Linked DNA regions of Mus musculus: region 1 is linked to region 2. The links are chromatin contacts, called in public Hi-C maps. All regions are on one chromosome and are shown on one strand. Each heading gives the region's core, a stretch centred on a gene start, on an enhancer-like site or on the middle of the called end of the contact. The rest is flanking DNA. Distances are from core to core; before and after follow the strand shown.

Evidence for each region. Hi-C and Micro-C count contacts between places; a contact is called where the count stands out from the background.
Region 1: a contact with region 2 is called in a Hi-C map of cerebellum, with 2.4 times the contacts expected there. The contact joins two enhancer-like sites. A contact is called at or near these places in 1 of 15 datasets of contacts at CTCF or cohesin (the NIH/3T3 cell line), 10 of 484 Hi-C or Micro-C datasets (the G1E-ER4 cell line, cerebellar granule neurons, cerebellum and 4 more), 3 of 115 datasets of contacts at active chromatin or transcription factors (a beta-TC-6 cell line, bone marrow-derived dendritic cells and embryonic stem cells) and 3 of 9 other capture datasets (embryonic tail, embryonic trunk and liver).

Annotation. Positions count from the first base shown.
Region 1 is chr6:50,929,435-50,935,196 of GRCm38.p6, forward strand. Gm31686 (a long non-coding RNA gene) reads right to left here. Exons shown (of 4, transcript XR_377658.3): 4 at 3,967-5,640. Among named protein-coding and RNA genes, the nearest start is that of Gm31686, 12 kb to the right of the region's middle. Within about 2 kb of position 4,332, at least 17 of the 459 cell types and tissues checked have an H3K27ac peak or open chromatin away from gene starts, as enhancers often do. A contact at or near this core is called in cerebellum, where this site is marked.
Region 2 is chr6:50,889,281-50,894,396 of GRCm38.p6, forward strand. No RefSeq gene overlaps it. Among named protein-coding and RNA genes, the nearest start is that of Gm45922, 9.2 kb to the left of the region's middle. Within about 2 kb of position 1,676, at least 104 of the 459 cell types and tissues checked have an H3K27ac peak or open chromatin away from gene starts, as enhancers often do. A contact at or near this core is called in cerebellum, where this site is marked.

The sequences.
Region 1 (5,762 bases), core at 3,082-5,581, 43 kb after region 2:
ACTGGTGTTGAGAGACAGCAGGATGAGGTGGATGGGAGGCTATGAAACTGGGAAATGTCTTCCTTTCTCTGGATGAGTGGATGGACAGCAGGGTTGTGACAGGCACGGCTCCTGCTTAGACTCCCACGGGAAAGCATCTAGGGTTTTGCTAAAAGGATGTCCTACCCAAGGGGCTCTGGCACGTGTGACTACAGGTCTGGTGCAGGGTGTCAGGCATGGGCTTGAACATCATGACGCGTGTGATGGGGCGTGTGGAGAGAAGGGAGGGCTGGACTGAGCGGAGTCCAGTGGATCTCAGTGTGGCACCCAAGCAGTGAGGGGACGGGAGCAGCGCTCATCCCTGCCTTGATGTGTGCCTCAAGGGAGGGAGTGGGTCAGTGAATAATGTGTACTTTACAGTTTGATTTGGTTAAGCAAATACTTACTTGTTTCTCTAGCAGTTAGTCTCTGACAGCAGTTAGCAAGTGCCTTCACAAAAGACGGGAGTAAAGACCCACACAACAGAGAGGCTCTGGCTTCTGCCTGAGGGCAGGCTGCCAGTCTTTGCCTCCTTAGCTGTTTTGCAGCTTATGGCAATAGGTTCTTCTGAGGTGCTGTTGACATGTTAACATGACAGATCAACCCCCTTTCAGAGCGGTGGACTGAGACTCTCAGAGTAGCCCTTGAACTGATCTCAAGGACCAGCACCATCTTGAAAGATTTCTGTCGACTCTACTTGCCTCTGTGATGAGCTTGTCCCGGAATCGTTTGGATGATCGCCACAAGTATGCAAAGAGAGTTGAAGAGAAAGGGTATATCCTGTTCTAAGCCATTTTCCACACCCATACAATTCAGGTAAGATTCCACAAGCCTGGTTTAGATTGTTCAGTAGATACGAAAAGATGGAAGTGGAAAATATGATTGGGTGTTTGATAGGCCAGTTCTGATAGCGAGTCACTTATGACTGAATGTAAGCGAAGATGTATGCAAAATAACACAGCAAGAGCCTGTAAGGACACACAGACACCATGAGAACCTGCAATCAGCCGAAATCCACCCTCATCTCTGCACTTCAGAGATGTAGGAGCCAAGACAGAGATGACACTTGATCACATGGACACAGGGTAAGCCATGTGTGATATGTTTGCTGTGTGAAATAGTACTTAGCCAGGAAAAGTAAGAAAGCACTGTCCCATGATCTCAGAGGGTGGCCTTAAAGTCATTGAGTGAGAGAGGACAGGCATCAGAGGCCACGGATTGCACCCTTCCATTCATAAGCAATGTTGTGATTGGCAACATCCTAAAGCTAAACGCAGATCCCAGGGGCCAGGTCCAGGGAAGGAGGGATGGTTGTGATTACGAACAGAGAAAGTTCCTTTGGGGTGATAAAGTCTTAGGAAGTGATGACCACAGGAACACCACCTGCTCAAACCTGCAGATTGTTCAATGCTATAGATTTTTATGAGTTTTGTTTCAACATAAAAATATGAAATAGATTTTTCTCCTTTGCCAGCAAGCATCAATGGCGAGTAGCTCCTTGGTTAGGAGTGGAAAATAAGTTTCCGCCAATGAACTATCACTGGGTAAACAGCCACACTCTGAGGCAGGCCTCTTACCCACGAGCAACTAGATAACACAAAACAGACTCCAAGGTATTTGTGTGTGTGTGTGTGTGTGTGTGTGTGTGTGTGTGTGTGTGTGTGTGTGTATACGGGTGTGGGGTGTGTGTGTTGTCTTTCTTTTGTCTTATTAGGATTTTTGTTTGTTTGCTTTGATTTGTAAGTGTTTGTATGTGATATGTGGGTGTGTGTGTGATGTGTGGTGTGTGCATGTGTGTTATGTTGTGGTGTGTGTATGTGTGTGGTGTGTGTGTGGTGTGTATGTGTGTGGTGTGTGTATGTGTGTGGTGTGTTTGTGTGTTATGTTGTGGTGTTTGTGGTGTGTATGTGTGGTGTGTGTGTGTGTGTTATGTGTGTGGTGTGTGTATGTGTGTGGTGTGTTTTTGTGTTATGTTGTGGTGTGTGTATGTGTGTGGTGTGTGTGTGTGTTATGTGTGTGGTGTGTGTATGTGTGTGGTGTGTTTTGTGTTATGTTGTGGTGTGTGTATGTGTGTGGTGTGTGTATGTGTGTGGTGTATATTAAAGAGAGAGAAGATGAACATAAAGTCGGGTGGAGAAGACAAGTGAGGAGGCTCTGAGGAGAGTTGAGGAAAGGGAAACATGGTCAAAATGCAGTATGTTTTTAAAGACTTTTTAAATAAAAAAATAGAAAAAAACAGAAATATACATTTTTAGAAAGACAACTTTAGATGTTTAGCAGACTCTGAGGCAAAGGCTCCTCTCTGGAGACCACACTCTACCCAAGAACTTCTGTCTGAATCACATTTTTAATATATGAAATATCAGCCAAAAAATTACAAAGGGGATTAATTACAGTAAAATGCAGCTACCAAATTATTTTTAAATGAAATTTACAAGATCGTAATATATTTACATCTATAATAGCATGTTAAATGGCAAGAACTAGCCATCAAGCGAGGATTGCACCGTATCAGAGCTTCAACCAGTGCCCGGTGACTCTGCCAAGGCCAGCTTCACAGGTGCTGGCAACCGTGGCTCCTTCCAGACCTCCACGGTTGGTGCATTTTAAATGATAGTGAAGGCAGGAAGCACATCACAACCGTCAGACTGTATGGAGACCATTTGGAGAGTACATGTGAAGACCCCATCCATTCAGGGTTGGGGAGACAGTTCAGTCCAGAAAGTAATTGTCATACAAACATGAGGCTTCAGATTTGGCCCCCAGAACCCAAGTAAAAAGCCAGGTGTGTTAGCATGCACTGCTTAAGCACTGAGAGGGGTCCCTGGGGCTCAGCGACCAGCCAGCCTAGCCTAAGAAGAGCCCAGGTCCAGCCAGAAACCCCGTCTCTAAAGAAAGGCAGACTGTGGCTGAGGAAAATACCCAAGGTTATCCTCTGGCCTCCACCCCAAGCTCCCATAAGCAGTGCTTGTTAACCCCCCCCCCCAAGACTATCCCAAAGACTATTGCCTATCCCTGAGATATGTTCTTTTAGCTGGGCTGCCCTGTCTGGCCTCAGAGGGAGAGGAAGTGCCAAGCCTCACAGAGACTTGATGTGCCAGGGTAGAGGGATACCCAGGGGTCTCCCAGCCGCTCAGAGGAGAGGAGGTGGGCAAAGGATTGTGGGAGGGAGTGACCAGGAGGGGAGTAATGAGCAAGATGTGATCATACAAACACTGGAAGGTGAGTTCTTGCTGGGACAAGGTGCCCATGAACCTGGGTCTAGCCTCAGAGCCCTTTCAAACCAAGGAGCCAATTGACCGGAGGTGGAAGCCTTGGCAACTCTGTATAACATCCTTGGCAATGAGCATCAGGGAGCAGTTAAACACTGACAGAGGGTTAGGTCCCAGGGCAGTAAAAGCTATCCCTTCATCCCCAGCTGAGCTATGAGGCCAGTATGCCTGTAACTAGCCATGCTGGATAAGTCATGCCATCCTTTGACTTATGTGGGGATCCTGGTACTGAGACCCACGAGGGGAAAAGAAGCCAGGTAAAGCCTGTCAGTTACCTGCCCGAGGCTCACCACTCTCCTGGCCTGTCAGTCACACCCTGGTCCATCGTGCAGAGACTAGGCTGCCCGGGGGTCCTTCTTATTAAATGCCAAGCCCTGGGACTCTGAAGTTCATTTAGTGTCCAGGCCCCCATCAGCCTGATGGAATCAACTTTCCCATTTTCCCTAGGCTTCCACACCTTCTGCTTCTGACCATCTTTTGTCCACTTCACGGAAACCCCATTCCCCCCATCCTCCCCCTACCCCCGCCTCCCCATATCACTGGATGTCTTAGTTTCCAAGAGCATTCAGTGTCATTTTAGCTTTTAGCCATTTGTTTTTATTTTTTAGTTATATATACTTTTTGAGACGTAGCATCCCCACATAGTTCAAGTTGACTTTGAACTCACGATTCACCTGCCTCTGCCACCTGAGTGGCATCACTGTCGATGCTACCACACTCTGCATGACCCATGTTTTATTATACCGTCCCACCCTAACAGAACTCCCTCCCCACCTCCTCCTCTCCTGACCAACTGACAGCATTTCTACTCCTACAGTCAGAAAACTGCAAGCTGTGTTCTTGCTGAGTAGAGCTGTCCACTTGAGTTGCCTTATCCTTTGTCATGAGCCAACTCCCGCAGCCGCTGTTCTCTCCAGTCTAAACCCATGTTACAGCCCAATCCCTGGTTTAAAGATGAAAACAGTGGCCAGCAGGTGCAGCAGCTGAAAGCAGGCTCCCTGTGGGGTCAGCCCCTTCTGCCAAGCTGGTCTAGGCAGCCATGCCAAGACCTTCCGCTCAGGCATCTCCTCACTGCGTAGGAACCCAAACTCCCTTCCCCACGCACAGGGCTGTACTTCTCTTCCCTGGCACCGGCCCTCACTCAATGATGGGGGAAACTGAGAGGTGAGTTCCTATCCTCTGTGGAATCTTCTGACTAGGGACCTGAGGGGACAGGATGAGCTACCTACCGCCAGTCTCCTATATAGGCCTGTCTCCTATAGCACAAAATGGTCACTCAAAGAGATCGCCCTTCCCCGCTCCCCAGCACGGGTACTAGGAAGCAGCCTCAGAAGCAGAGGTGGAGGCAGTTACAAAGAGCAAGGACAGTCATATTTCCATAACTTGATGCACATGGTGGAGGATCTGCCAGCCCATGGAAATTGCCCTGACGTTTGAAAGGAAAGATTGGTTGGAGCCCTGCTCCTGTTGGCCCCTGGGTAAAGAAACCCTGCAAGAGAGACGTGAAACCAACTCCATTTCCACTGGAAGTGTCTCTTCCTTTGGTTCAACAGCCCAAGCCCCTCCCAGAAAGCGCCCGTCCCCCAACCTCCACCCCCAGTGTCCCTGCCTTGCTGTTCTCAGCATTTGCAAGGTTGCCCACAGTCTGAGAGTGGGGTGCTCAGCGCTGGGAGTAGTGGGTGAGTTCCCCGTGTTTCCAGCTCGCCTGTGCAGATGGATCCGCAGCTGATTAATGACACTCTGAGCCACTGCAGCGCTCATCTGCTTAACAATCCGATTTCTAGGACGTTTTAGAAGTTGTTAGCTGACTGCCAAAAATGAGGATCATTAAAAATAGATTCACAGCTGTTGAGGAAGCCAGAGATATAATTTTACCTTCATTATGCCTTATTGCAGATGTTATTGATTTAATCTCGTTGCATTTTACTGTGTAATATCAATTGGCACTGTCTTTGCTGTAGAAACTGGGAACTGTGTTTGTTCTTCTTGTCTTCGCAGCAGAAGGTATAGTTAGTCGGACAGTCCAAGTAGGTCCAAGTCGTCATCCCGAACTCCGACCCACTCACCACCTCTGATGGCCACCGTAGCTGAGACCCATGTGCCGCCTTCAGAGACTCAGCATAGACCCATGACAGAACAAGAATCTGAAAATGGGGCATCTACATTCTACATCCTTTAAGATAATGTTCAAGCGTGTGAACCATCAGCATCAAACAAATGAGGAGAAAGGGTGGGGGGCATCCTTCCAGCCCCTTCCAGGTTTGCTTGGGCGGTGCCACACACGTCCAGTCCATGTGTTGAATCCTTTGCTTGTGTGACAGCCCTGTCCTCTGAAATCTTACGCTGAAACCTGATAAATAGAATTTAATACTAAGTAAATTAGGATGCAATAGGGTGTTGTCTTTCAAAAAGTGTTACTCTGAAGACTCATTCTGAGATATTCTGAGATAATCTTTAAAAAAAAAAGGTTCA
Region 2 (5,116 bases), core at 426-2,925:
CTCTGCCTCCCAAGTACTGGGATTAAAGGCATGCGCCACCACTGCCTGGCTCAAGTCATTTAAAAGAAGGTATGCTGGTTAGTTTTCTGTTAACACAAACAGGGGTCATTGGGGAAGAGGGGATCTTTAATGAGAAGATTGGCCTGCCAGTAAGCCTATGGAAACATTTTCTTGAGTCATGATTGATCAGGGAGTGCAGAGCCCATTGTGGGTGGTGTCATCCCTAGGCCTGTGTCCTGTGTAGTATAACAGAGGAGGATGGGTAAGTCACAGGGAGTAAGCCAGCAAGCAGCACTCAGGGTATATTAGGAACAAAATATTTACTTAAATTTTATTCCTGGCTTAACCTTCATGGCTTGGACACCTTCGATGTTCTAGATCACTCTACTGAGCACAGAAGTACAAAGATAGAGGACACTAATTTCCTCCCAGAAGATTCCACATTAGGTAATGCCTTCCAAAAGTCTGAGATGAGGACCTCTAGTGCCCCTATATAGAATCTCCCAAGGTGATTTTGAAAAGCGAGAAGAGGGTATTGAGGATTGCCAATCCCTTGCTTGAGGGTCCTTCATGTAGACTATCTGGAACGCAGCAGCACTGACTGACCACTTTTCCATTTGATGGTCACACACACTGGCCTGGCAATGCCCAGAGATGTAGCCATGCATTCTGATCTTTGAGTGCAATGGTGCATTTTGCAGAATCGTGGAGTCTCTGAGTTTGTGTGTGTGTGTGGGGAGATGGGAGTGGGGAGGGTGGGGGGGCGCTTTGGAAAATGCCAGACCTGAACTCAGTTGGTGACCATATGAAACTCAGCCAAATCCTACCTCTCAGCCTTCACTGCTATCATCATATGTGTGGTGCCTGCCTCTGAGTGGTGTCCATTAAGTGAGATATTTTATACAGGGGTGTTGAATATACTGCCTTATTCACCGAAGGTGCTAGAAATACCATGCCATTGCCCTTGTCTTTCCCAAAGGCAAACCCAGGCACACCCCAATCTATGCCCCACTGTGGTACTAACCCCATCCCAGAGGCACTTCCAGGGAGATCAAGGGCACCCCAAACCTTAACAAAAATCCTGTCTCTGGAGCCTCACTATTCACTTCTAGCAGCTAAGGACTGGATCGCCTAGCCCCATTCCCCCCACTGCTCTCCTGTCATTACCCCACCACCACTTTTCTCACTCAGTTCTATGTAGTGGGAAACAGACAGTTCCCCAGGAGACTGCAGAGGCAGAAACCTGTTACCAGTTTTGTCAGCTCCTGAAATGGCAGATGGCTGCAGCCTGCAGCCTCTTGCTGTAGCCAAGATGTCTTCATCTGTCCTCCCAGGACCTCAGGAAAAATGCTACTGGCAAGAGAAGGAGGAAGGGATCAGAAGTCGGTATAAGGCCTTGCATCCAGAGGGCCCGTTATGGGTTTAGATGTGTGATGTGGGCTTAATGGTAGTCAGGGGGCAGGTGATTAGGCGCATCAGGCCGCTCTGATCGTCCCATACACAGCCCCTGATAGCTCCCAGCACTCTGAAGCCTTGTTTGCTTTCTCTGAGGCAGAAATCCCACAAGGTCTGCCCGCTGCCAGCTGTCGAGCTAACGAACTGTCTGCGTGCTGCTGAATGGGAGCCTGCAGCCTGGCGAGGCACAGCATCCCGGGCTGTCTCGAGTGTGATTGCCTTTATCTAACCAGTGCAGGCGCCCTCCTAATCAGGCGGCTGCTGGCCTCCAAGGGTCAAACCCGGACCATCGCTACCTAAACAAACAACGACGATGTCACCTTTGGGGGAAGACTGATAAGCAGTTGGCAGGCAGGCCACGGGCAAGAGAAGGCGCCAGCAGCCGGCAATCTGCGAAAGCCGTAAATATGCTGCAGTCTCAGCAGGGAGACGGGCAATATAGCCACCAAGAGGCCTTTGTTTAATGAGCTGTCAGAAAGCAGGCATGAAATTATGTTTGAAAACATGTGCAAGCTGCAGAGACAGAGTGGGGCCTATAAATGGACCTCTTCCTTCACCAGAGATGTTTGCAGCATCTTATCTGTGTGCTGGCTGTCGTCGGATGAAAGCTATCATTAGCAAACTAATGGTGTTTGAAAGCTACAAATTTCTCTCTCTCTTCTCTATTTTTGACTTAAATGGATTATAGACAAAAAATTTTTAATTGTTTTATTTTTCTTTCCTTGGGATTTTGGTAAACATGCAAATTGGAAGAGAATCAAAAACGAAAACAACAACAACAAAACCATCCAAAAATGTATCTGTGGAAGGGTGAAGGAGCAGTTAGGCTCAGAGGCTTGTCTCAGACAGTACTTAGCTTATTTTCTTCCCAGTTCTGTGGAGACCCCATTCAGAGAACTCTAATGCAACTCCAGCTACCGTTTTATTTCAATCAGGCCCATAAAAGGAGGCATAAATATAAAAGGAATTGCTCGCTGATAATCTGCATATTAAAATTAGTGGGTTTTCTGCCACATCAACCATCAAATCGAGAATGGTTTTCCAAGGGCTGGAAACTACCCTTGTGGGCCACATGGACGCCGAGTTTATCTCTGTGAAGGGTGAAACTTAAAGACTTTAAAAACATCTGCCAGGACGGAGCGGCTGGGCTGATTCAGGACCTACTTGGGCCGGGTCTCAACCTCTGAAATGAACGCGGACCTGATTGTTCTGATGTGGGCACAGTCAGGCAGCCAGGAAATGGCTTCAGCAGACCCAGTGTCCTACAGCAAAGCTGCTCCAGGAGAGGGGGCAAATCAGAAGGCAAATTTTCTTGGGACCCACCGTGGACAGACTGAGCAGGGCCTCTGTTGCCTTCCACTTTGGAGAAAGGGGGAAGGGGGTCCCTGAGTGGAAGCAAAATGAGCTAGAGGATCAGATTTTAAACAAAGAAAATTTGTAAAAATGAAAAAACAAAAAACAAAAAAACAAAACCTCCCACCAAGTTACATTAACAGCAACATTGCAGATCCTGCTGAAATATGAAAATGTTGGAAATCCATCAGACGTTGTGTGCTCAGATTAGCTTCAGATCCGGGCCTGGCACCCAAAGGTCCCATTCCCTCCCAAGTCTTTGAAACCATCTTTTTGCCTCTTTCTCCCGAGCAGTCAGAAATTCTAGGCACAGAGGTGGTTTGTCTATGTTAATGAGAAGGGGGAGCTGTACTCCACACTGGAGACCAGAGAAGTGACACCCCCCCCCAAAAAAAAAAGAAAGAAAGAAAAGCAAGATGTTATGGCCAGACTATGCTCTGCCCAAAGCAAGCACAAAAGGTGACCTTGTCCTTCTTAGTTCTCTAATTGGAGAGCAGGGACTGAGTATGCTAGAGCTGAAACTGCTCTGTGGACAGTTTTCTGGGGTTACCCTGTAAAGGCTGAGATTCTTTAGATCACTTTTAGGTTGGAAAAAAATTTAGCTTATTCCAGTTCACTAAATAGGGTATGAGTCCTTATTAGGTGATTATACTGTGCTAAGTACTGTGAAGTACTGTGCTAAGTACTGTGAGGACAGTTAAACCTGTGTGGCTGGACCCCACCCCTGTGTGTGTGTGTGTGCTTGTATATCTGTGTGTGTGTGTGTGTGTGCTTTTATATCTGTGTGTGTTTGTGTACATGTGTGCTTGTATATCTGTATGTGTGTGTGTGTGTCTTATGGTGCTGGTGTACCTGTGTGTGAGTATGTGTGTATGAGTGTGTGTGTTCTGGTGCTTGTGTATCTGTGTGTGTGTCTATGTGTGTGTGTTATGGTGCTTGTGTATCTCTGTGTCTATGTGTGTGTGTTAGTGTTATGGTGCTTGTGTATCTGTGTGTGTATGTCTGTGTATGTGTGTGTTATGGTGCTGGTGTACCTGTGTGTGTGTATGTGTGTATCAGTGTGTGTGTTGTGGTACTTGTGCATGTGTGTGTGTGGTGCTGGTGTACCTGTGTCTGTATGAATGTGGAGGCCAGAGCTAAGCCTTGGTGTTGTTTTTCAGGGGTCACCCACTTTGCATGTTGTTCATTTGCTGTTCTTTAGTGTGAGAAGGGGTCCCTTACTGGATCCTGGGGCTCAGAAATTAAGCTTTCCTGAATGCCCAGCTGACGTCAGAGATCTCCCCTCTGCTTCCCCAATGCTAGAATTTCAAGCCAGTGCCACCACACCCAGCTTTGCATGCGGGTTCTGAGGATTTGACTTCTGTTCACATAATCAGGTGGCAGACGTTTTAGAGGCTTGCAGATTCCTAGCCTGTGACTGTGTCTTTGCCATTGTCTCTCTCCAGCTCCCACACCCTGCTGCCCTCCCCCCAGTCCACTTGTCACTGGCTCTTCAAGCCTCCTTTGGGAGCTAAGGCAAGAGAGAGTGATGTCTTGCCACAAAGACTAAGAACCTATTTGTATATCCCTAAAGTTTTATATTTTATTGATCCCTACTCTGTGCAGCAATCTGATAGCTCAACAGTGAAGAGCACTTACTATTCTTTTAAGGGACCTGAGTTTGGTGCTCAGCAACCTCATGGTGGCTGCTGGCCATTTGTAACTCCAGCTCCAGGAAATGCAACTCATCTGGTCATCACTGGGCACATGGTACACACACACACACAGGCACATGCACACACACACACACATGCAAAACACTCATACATATAAAATAAAAATAAATATTTTTAAAACTCAACCATCTTGAATAATTATGTATATTTATATTTTGTTTATTTTTTTAAATTTGCCTGAGTTTAAATAATTCAAAACTCCTTCCTACACAGGCCCTAGTGCCCCTCCTCCATGATCAACACCATCAGTTTCTTGGGTACATAATATATGCCTAGGATTTTTAATATAACATTGTAAATAATTAATAAGATTTGTTGAGAATATCATACACTGTCTCTCCATCATATTCACCCTTTATTTCTCCAACAGCTCCCCAATCCATGACCCCAGATTCCTACTTCCCCTTTCTTACAGAAAAAAAAAAAATAACCTGTCTAATCCAGTGAACAGTGCTCATCTACTCATGGGGGCCATCTGCTGGGGTGTAGTTGACCCACCAGGGGCTTCACCCTTCAAGAAAACTGACCATGTTTTCCACAGAAGACATTATTAACTGTCAATAACTCCTCCCTTAGGGATCAGGACTCGTGAT